3 separate regions of the Gossypium hirsutum genome follow, and regions 1 and 3 are each linked to region 2. A link is a contact called in public Hi-C data. All regions are on one chromosome and are shown on one strand. The core of a region is the stretch at or near the end of the contact, and the rest is flanking DNA. Distances in the headings are between cores, read along the strand shown.

What was found. Hi-C and Micro-C count contacts between places; a contact is called where the count stands out from the background.
Region 1: a contact with region 2 is called in a Hi-C map of leaf, with 2.3 times the contacts expected there. The contact joins the promoter of LOC107922137 here to the promoter of LOC107921251 in region 2. A contact is called at or near these places in 9 of 34 Hi-C or Micro-C datasets (hypocotyl, leaf and petal).
Region 3: a Hi-C map of leaf shows a contact between it and region 2, with 2.4 times the contacts expected there. The contact joins the promoter of LOC107922243 here to the promoter of LOC107921251 in region 2. A contact is called at or near these places in 14 of 34 Hi-C or Micro-C datasets (anther, callus, hypocotyl and 2 more).

Annotation. Positions count from the first base shown.
Region 1 is chrD01:49,521,573-49,524,314 of Gossypium_hirsutum_v2.1, forward strand. LOC107922137 (YTH domain-containing protein ECT1) reads left to right here and starts at 1,344. Exons shown (of 8, transcript XM_016851997.2): 1 at 1,344-1,723; 2 at 2,141-2,214; 3 at 2,347-2,476. The coding sequence starts at 1,681.
Region 2 is chrD01:49,310,897-49,313,596 of Gossypium_hirsutum_v2.1, forward strand. LOC107921251 (stress-associated endoplasmic reticulum protein 2) reads left to right here and starts at 1,359. Exons shown (of 3, transcript XM_016851128.2): 1 at 1,359-1,536; 2 at 1,991-2,147; 3 at 2,458-2,673. The coding sequence starts at 1,534. The coding sequence ends at 2,504.
Region 3 is chrD01:49,466,871-49,469,684 of Gossypium_hirsutum_v2.1, forward strand. LOC107922243 (squamosa promoter-binding-like protein 2) reads left to right here and starts at 1,525. Exons shown (of 6, transcript XM_041087328.1): 1 at 1,525-1,673.

The sequences.
Region 1 (2,742 bases), core at 94-2,593, 210 kb after region 2:
ATAAATAAAAAAAACTAAATTGAACTGGAATTCAAAATTTTGGGGTAAATTCGCAAATAAATAGAGCCAAAAGGACTAAATCGAACACGCGAATTACATAGAGGGGCTGGAAGGCAAGTTTTCCCTTCTCCTCTAAAACGATGTCGTTCCAGTAGGGCCAAATTGAAATTGAAAATAAATTAAAGGACGAATTAAAAAAATAAAAAAAACTTAATTGTAAAATATCAAAAAGGCGTAGGGGCTAAAAGCGCAATTTACCCCTCCGCTCAAAAACACACGGATCCTAGGCCGGGTCGGGTCGACCCCCCAAAACGACGTCGTTTTGGCATTTGGGGAGGCCTGGTGAAACGGCATCGTTTCACGAGACTATTTAAGTAAAAAAAACCTAAAAATTTCATTTTTCCCTTTCTGTTTTTAAAAAAAACTAAAAAAGCTCTCAACCTTTCCCCTTTCCTTCGGGCACCGGCCTAAGGCCCGGTCATCGGTCGGTCACCGGCCATCGCGTCGGCCGCCTATCTTCGGCGCCGGCACCGCCGTCTACGGTGGCCGAAAAAGGGGAAAATCCCCTATTCGATTCCTTAGGCTCCTCTAAGCCCAAATCTGGGTTAAAAATCTCCAAAAGGTAAGCGTAAAACCCTCAAAAGCCCAAAAAACCTTTCAGTTTCCGATCGTCTTTCCTCGGAGACGACTTCCTCGGCCGTTCACGGCGATTTGGGCTCAAAACACAGGTTATTTCTCCCTTTTCTCTTATTTATTTTATTCGTATGTATATAAATGATAAAAAAATAAATATAACAGTAGAAAATAAATAAAAACTGTAAGTAACAACCTTTGATCGATTCTTTGCTCTTTTTGTTGCGAAAGTAATAGCTTTTTTTATTTTATTTCTGAAAAATCCCCCTGGTGCAGTGTTACAATGGCTTTTTTTTAGCCAAAATTACAATATCATAAATAAATCTAATCCATTTTCTTTGATTCGCAATCTTTTTTCTTTCCATATACTGCTATTTCCCTTCTTGATGTGCAGGTATGAAGATCGCGTGGAGATTCGGGGGCATGGTTGCGGCGGGCGAAGTTTACCCTAGAACTCTAAGGTTTCTGAAATTGCTTTGGGCCTGGGGTTAATTTTGGGCCTCTATTTATTTTGAGTTTGGGCCATATAGGCCAGTTTGTAATTCGGGCACTGTATTCTGAGTTTGTAATTTATATTGGACTATTGAACTTTATTATTATTTTTTTGGTTTTTATTGTTTTAATGAGCCCTTGGTAAAATTGGGTATTACAATTATATTATTTGAGTAAATAGAAAAAAGGAATATGAAGGGAAAAAATTGGAGTAACGTAAAGTGACATAAGCGAAAAACTGCTATGGTAGGGGGGAGCAGGTGGACGAGTGGTGTTTTGCCAACTCTTCGGTACCCGCAGATATTTCCTTCCCTTCCCCTTCCCTTCCCCTCTCCTTCATCACTCCCAATGCCCCCGCTTCTCTCTGCTTCTTAACACAACAACTCTTCACCAAATTAACACCCCCCCCAAATAAGCTTCCTTTCCAGAGCCCCTGCTCTCTCGAATCTCGATCTCCAACCCAAAATATTTCATCAAACCAAAACTTATCTTTCAATTCGTTATTATTATTATTATTATTATTATTAAAACTTACATTTTGTTCGTCTATAATTTATGCTAATGGCTCACCAAACTTCTGATCGATTGACCTCTACTGGTACGTCGCCGTTGAATCATAATCTCCGTAAACCAACAAACAAAAATTGAAATATGATATATGATTTATGTCTTCTTTTTTAGGCTGTAAATTTTCAATATAGCTCTTTGGTTTTTTTTGATGTGTTCTTGTTTGATTTTATGGAAGCATCGAATGAGAAATGTGGAATCTACTGCGAGATTGTTCTGCTGGTTTCTTTTATTTGTTTAAAGGATATTATTGGAGATGATCGTGGACATAATTAATGTTTGGCAACAAATAGTATCATCGCCTAACCATGTTTGTTCGACAGTTATGATCTATTCTTATGTGTTTATGTTTTCAATGTTTGACGTACTTGTTTACTTACATGCTGCACATTATTGTTCAATATTTGTTGCTTAATCGAAGATTTTGACAATGGTTTTCGAATTCTAGACTCGGCAGAGGTTTTCAACGTTATGGTTCTGGATAGCAACATCCTTGCTAACCCGAACGCTTTGACTAATAAGGTATATTGTTGCTTGCATTGCTTCATTTTGTTGGTTGCCTTGATTAGATTGATATAGCCATTGTTTTAAACCGCTGCGCTCTGTAATTGATCATTACTTAGGATGTTGTTATTTGTTCATTTATTTGCACAGGATTTGGTAACTGTTGGTTCCTTGAGGGATGGTTCATCCCATCAGTCGGGATTCATGCCATCTGTTGTTGAGTCCAAGACAACCTATTTGCCCAATGCCTATTCTCCTGAGGCACAGTTCCATCAAGAAGGTTAGTTCCTCTGCATTTGTCATATGAAACTTTGTCTTGTTTCTGTTAACCTAGTTTCTGATTTCATGTATGTTAAAATATATGTAGAAACCTAGGATTAACGGTGTATCAGTATAAGGTTTACAACTTGGATATTTCTTAGGGAATTGATATTCATTCTTGTGCTGATTGGAAGGGTAACTTATTTTGCGGTAAGCAATTCATCTCGTAAATATTTTTTTCCACTTTCTGGTCAAAGTGGAATTAAAAAGATTCAATATTTGACT
Region 2 (2,700 bases), core at 109-2,608:
GATGACGCTAACAGCTTTAGATTGCACTAAAATGGTAACAAAATAATAGATTATGACATGTGAATAAAAAGAATTATTTTTAAATTTATAAAAAGTATAAATATTAAATATTTCTTTAGTTGAGATGATAAGATTGAGAGAGTAGAATTTATGATATTTTAGGTTGGAATATGTGTACATATTTTCTAGATTTTATATAAAAATATAAGAATACCATTAAAATAATATTTTATCCTTTGTAAAAATAAGAGTTAGTAAATTCATATAGATAATGATATAAGAGTTAATTGTATTATACATCCCCAAACTATGATCTTTACTTTAAACTAGTCTCTAAATTTTAAATTATTTTAATTGCATCCTCAAACTATCAATGTTATATCAATCAGGTCCTTCCATTATTGAAATCGTCAATTTAACCATTAAATGACATATAAAATATTATACGACAATTTAAAATGAAAATTTTAAAGAAAATTAAATAGTTGTACTTATTGCATAACTTTTTAATTAAATACTAATAAAAAAGTAAACAAAAAAAAAGAAAGAGAGAGAGAGTGAATGCTAGTTTTTGTAAATGCTTCGAAAACCTCAAAACCATATTTTTACAACATTCATTTCCACAATATTAATTTTTCTTTAAAAATTTTTCATTTTAAATTATGTCACATAAAATTTGACGTCTCTTTTAATGGTTAAATTAACGATTTTAATAAAGGAATGGCCTTATTGATATAACATTTCAATGGCGAAGCCAAGGGGTTGGCAGGGGCCCCAACACACCCTAAAATGGAAAAAATTTCATTTATGCCCCTTTATAATTTATAAAATTTTAAATTAGTAATGGTAAAATTGCACTTTGGCCCCCAAAAATGATAAAAAATTGAGTTAATACTTTAAAAATTATAAAGATATAAGGTATTAAAATGGTGAAATTGTATTTTTACTATCGTAAAAATAAATAATTTAATTCCGCCCCCCGCCCCCAAAAAAGATTATGGCTTCACCCTGGTAACATTGATAGTTTGAGGATGTAATTAGAATATTTTAATGTTCGATGATCAATTTAAAATAAGTCATAATTTGGAGACGTTTGATGTAATTAACTCATAACTATATCCGAAAAGTTTTCACTAATTATCCATAAAAGAAACATCTTTCTCTATTGCTAAAGAGACAAAATAGAAAAACAGGCTTAACACAATTATTGAAACTAAAGCCCATAGATCTGCCCATTTAAACAAAAAGGTATACGTGTACCAAGCAACCAACTACATCGCGCCACGTTTACCAATTTGCGTGAGCAAACCAATCAGGACGAAGTCCATGACCCTTCATTTAACGTAGGATGAATTTAATCAGCAGCATACATAGCCCCTTATAACGACAGCCCGGGACATTTTCGCGAATCGAGGAATAACCCCCCCCCCCCCCCACACACCCAAAGAAAAATCGTCGCCGTAAAAGAAAGAGAAGAATTTCGCCTGAAATTTCATTCGCTTTCTCGACCGGCTACCTCTTCTCTCCGACATCATGGTAATCTTTTGATTTCTTCTTTTCTTTCTTTCTTTTTTTTTTTTGCATATTATATGAAACGATCTGAGCTATGTTTTCTTACGCTTCAATTTATCTTTTTCGAATTAAACCGGTTGCAGACTTATATAGATTGTAGATCTCAATTTAGCATATTTATGTCCTCAATAATTTAATCATGTGCTTGTTCGAATTTTTTTGAATGAATTAGGTAGACGGACCTTGAATCAGCCCTTTTAGTACTATTCATCATTTTATTCTCAATATTGAGCATTTGTGAATTTTGTTTCTTTTCTTATCAAATTTCGAGTTATAAAAAAAGTGGGAAAAGTAAGAACACCAGTGTTTTTCCTCCAGTATAAATGCTAAATCCATCACCATGATCGAAAATATGTATAAACTATTTCTTTTTTTAAATCTAAATTTAAATGGGATCCCTCTGATCTGGTTTGTGCAGACAACATCAAGGCGCATTGCAGACAGGAAAGTGTTGAAGTTCGAAAAGAACATAACAAAGAGAGGAGCTGTTCCTGAAACAAGCACAAAAAAGGGGAAGGATTATCCTGTTGGCCCTATGTTGCTTGGGTTCTTCGTTTTCGTTGTCATTGGATCATGTAAGATTCCTGGCTGCTTATCTTTTCACCATTATATGTCCTTGGATATTTAGCATTGACTTTTGTTGTACCAAATACAATACATGATTTTGCTACCGATATGTTCAGCACGTTCTCATAATGTGTGTTGTTTCACCGGTGAATATTCTAATTTTGTTCGGTATGGACCTTATTAGCATGATATTTGGGAACTCGAATTTTAAGAGATGAATTTAGTTTTCTAAAATGGTGTTAGTTGTGTGATAAAACACATAAATATCATGACCTTGCAGCACTGACTTAAATCTTGTTTTTTTTTCATCTGTTTCAGCTCTCTTCCAGATTATCAGGACAGCGACCAGTGGAAGCATGGCATAAGGCTGCATATAGCCCATGTTAAAAAAAATGCAGAAGAGACTTGTTATGTTCTTTTTCTATAAGTTTTGTAGCGAACTGATGATATAATATGTTTACTAGATATGCGTTGTAACTCATGTTGTGAAGATTTCAAAAATTGAATAAGACCTCCCTTTCGTGTCTTTTTCTATTTTATATCCTTCTTTTTGCATGTTTC
Region 3 (2,814 bases), core at 275-2,774, 160 kb after region 2:
CAAGCCCAAGTTCTTGAAGGCAAGGCCCAATAAGATGATTCCAAGCCCAAACAAGAAGACAAACCATACTTACTTGAAAATCAGGCCAAATTGTCAAAGTGGCCCAATTTGTAAAGTTTTATTTTTTTAAATACTTAGTTTAAATTTTTATGTAGATATTCAATTCAAGAGGCCCAATTAAAAGCCCTTGGCCGAATTTCCATTTAAATATTAAAATAATTAAGATTTTTTTATTTTTAGTTTTCTAATTAGATTAGGAAAACACTTGAGAGGCCTATATAAAGGTTTGGCTGGTCACCTCGTTATTCACTTCTCAAATATATTAAAAATTTCAGATTTGTTTAAGTGCAGAATTCTCCTTGAGTTTTTCTCCAAGAATTCTCTCTTGAGTTTTATTTAGAAGTTGTTTTAACAATCTTTTGATTGTGGGAGCCATCTTCAGCCTTCTTCTTGCCATTGATATTCCTTTGGAGGGGAGATTAGAGCCGTTTGAAGGGAGTTGTGATATCTTTCGGGATTTCAAGGCTTCTTAGGACTTATCTTTTAATTTCTTGCTGTCAATTTTTTTCTTTTAAATTCTGCTTGTGTCGATTTTATTTAATCACTTTGTTTGCTGTTCTTGTTGCGTTTTAGGCGTTCCAAAGCATTCCAAATCTGATTCGCCCTCTTCTTTACTAAAGATCGGATCGCCCCTTTTGTTCTTGGCAGCAAAATTCGTTCAAAATCCCTAAATTCCTTGTTCTTGCCGATTTCTTCTTTTCAAATTTGGGTTGTTTTGATTGCTAGAATTTTGGGGAAATTTAACTTGCTGTTTGTGTCTTTCTTTTCAGATTCGGCAGATTGGAGTATTCTTTGGGGTTCAATTACATGTTCTTAATTCCCCAAGAACTTTTATTAACACTTATTCCTATTCTTAATTTGATTCTTTGCTGGTTTAGGGATTTTTATTTCAGATCTGGAAATTCAAAGTTCTAATCTTTTAATTTCTGTTTCGTTTCAGATCTGTTTGTTTAAAGCCTCGTAGAAATTCGGCACGAGATGAATTGAAATGATTCATAGAATTCGGCAAAGTTTTCATGCTGCTGAGTTGAAAGGATTAAGAAGGAGATGAAAAATCAATATGTCATGAGATCAATGAACTAAAATAGTCATTTTAATCCTATAAGAAGTTAGAGTTTCTAGAAGAAACCAAGCTGTGAAAGCCTTCTAAGTATGAGAATTAAGCTGGTGATAATGATTGCAGAAGGGAATTATTTTTTAAATAATTAAAATTGAGTTAAAAAAAAAGTGGGTAATATTAATATTTTTATATATTTTAAAAATTGATTGATTTTAATACTTAATTAATTAATTTCACAATCAATCTTTATCTTGCCGTCGTTTCCAATCACGCTGTCGTTGAAGCTGTCATCGTCGAGTTGACTCGTCATAGCCGAGTCAAGTGAATCGGTTGAAAATTCTTTTCTGGCTCGCTACCAACACTATTAAGTACTTCTTACCGCCACGTGTCCTTATTTTTAATTACTTAATTACTACACGGAAAGGAAAGAAAATGCTTTCGTCCCAAAAGGCGAAGGTATTTTTTTCCGCTTTAGTTGTTTCTGCCATTGTTTTTTCCTCTATTTTCAGTCTCCGAGTCAGACTCAGATGAGGGCGATCGTAAGTACTCACCAGTAAGTTTCTTCTCTTTCTTTTTTAAAAGATTAATAAAGAGAGTGATAATGAGGAACTAGAATTTCTAAAAATGGAGAAACATCTTGTTTTTGCGCCTCAGATTGATACATTAGTTTCTTCATACCTTCTATTATTATATCAATTATTTGAACTTTAGAAAAGGTAATATGAAAAGAAAATTATATATGCATTTTCAAAAAACAATAAATTCGTTATTGTTACTTTCCTTTTGGTATCTTGTTTTCTGGGGAAAGTGAAGGAAAACGACTACGTTTTCTTTATATATACAGTTTTCCTTTTTGTTTTCCACTTTATATTTCTGGCTGAAATTTATTTACTATAAAATGAATAAAGATGTGATGGGTGATAGCCGGTAAGGGAGCAGATACTTTCTAAAATTTATTTTCTGTCATGATTTCTATAAAAGAAATTAGTTTACTTATTTCTGTTTCTGTTTCAGTGCGGAACTAATAACTTCTGTATGTAAAATAAATTTACGACTTATGAGTATAATTTCATTTCTTGAAATGATTCTCTTTTGATGCATTTCTTGTATTTGACTTTTTTGTTGATTGCTTCTTATATTTTCTGTAGGGGTAAGAACTAAGAAGAGGTTGCTGGGTACCTTTCTTTTTCCCTTCTTAAGGCTATAACTTTTGATTTATGGTAGATTAGGGTTTAATTCAATATTTTTTTTTCAAGTATTCATCGGTCTCTTGTGGGTCTCAGTCAGGGACCTACTTTGTGGGATTGCCCGGATAATTGAATTATTGAAGTGAATTATTGAAGATGTGAAATTTTTTAGAGTACGGTAACATCAGCGAAGTTTAATCGTCAGATTTTTTTTTTCTTTTACCCCTTGAAAACTGTTACTGCTTCCTATAATAATTGGTGATAGAGAGCCGATTGTTAATGGTGCAAAAACCTGGTAACTAGTTTCCGATGGGTTGATAGATAAGGGTAAACTCCTCTAGGATTTTGGTCCAAGTGTTGCAAGTTTAGGGAGCGCTTTGATACACACACTTATTTACTTGGGACTGAAGTGAAACTTTTTATCCGGATGGTGTAGACTTACTTATTACAAGAGTGAACAGTGAGATCCTTTGGAATTATGCTATTAACATGTCATTGTCTGCAGAA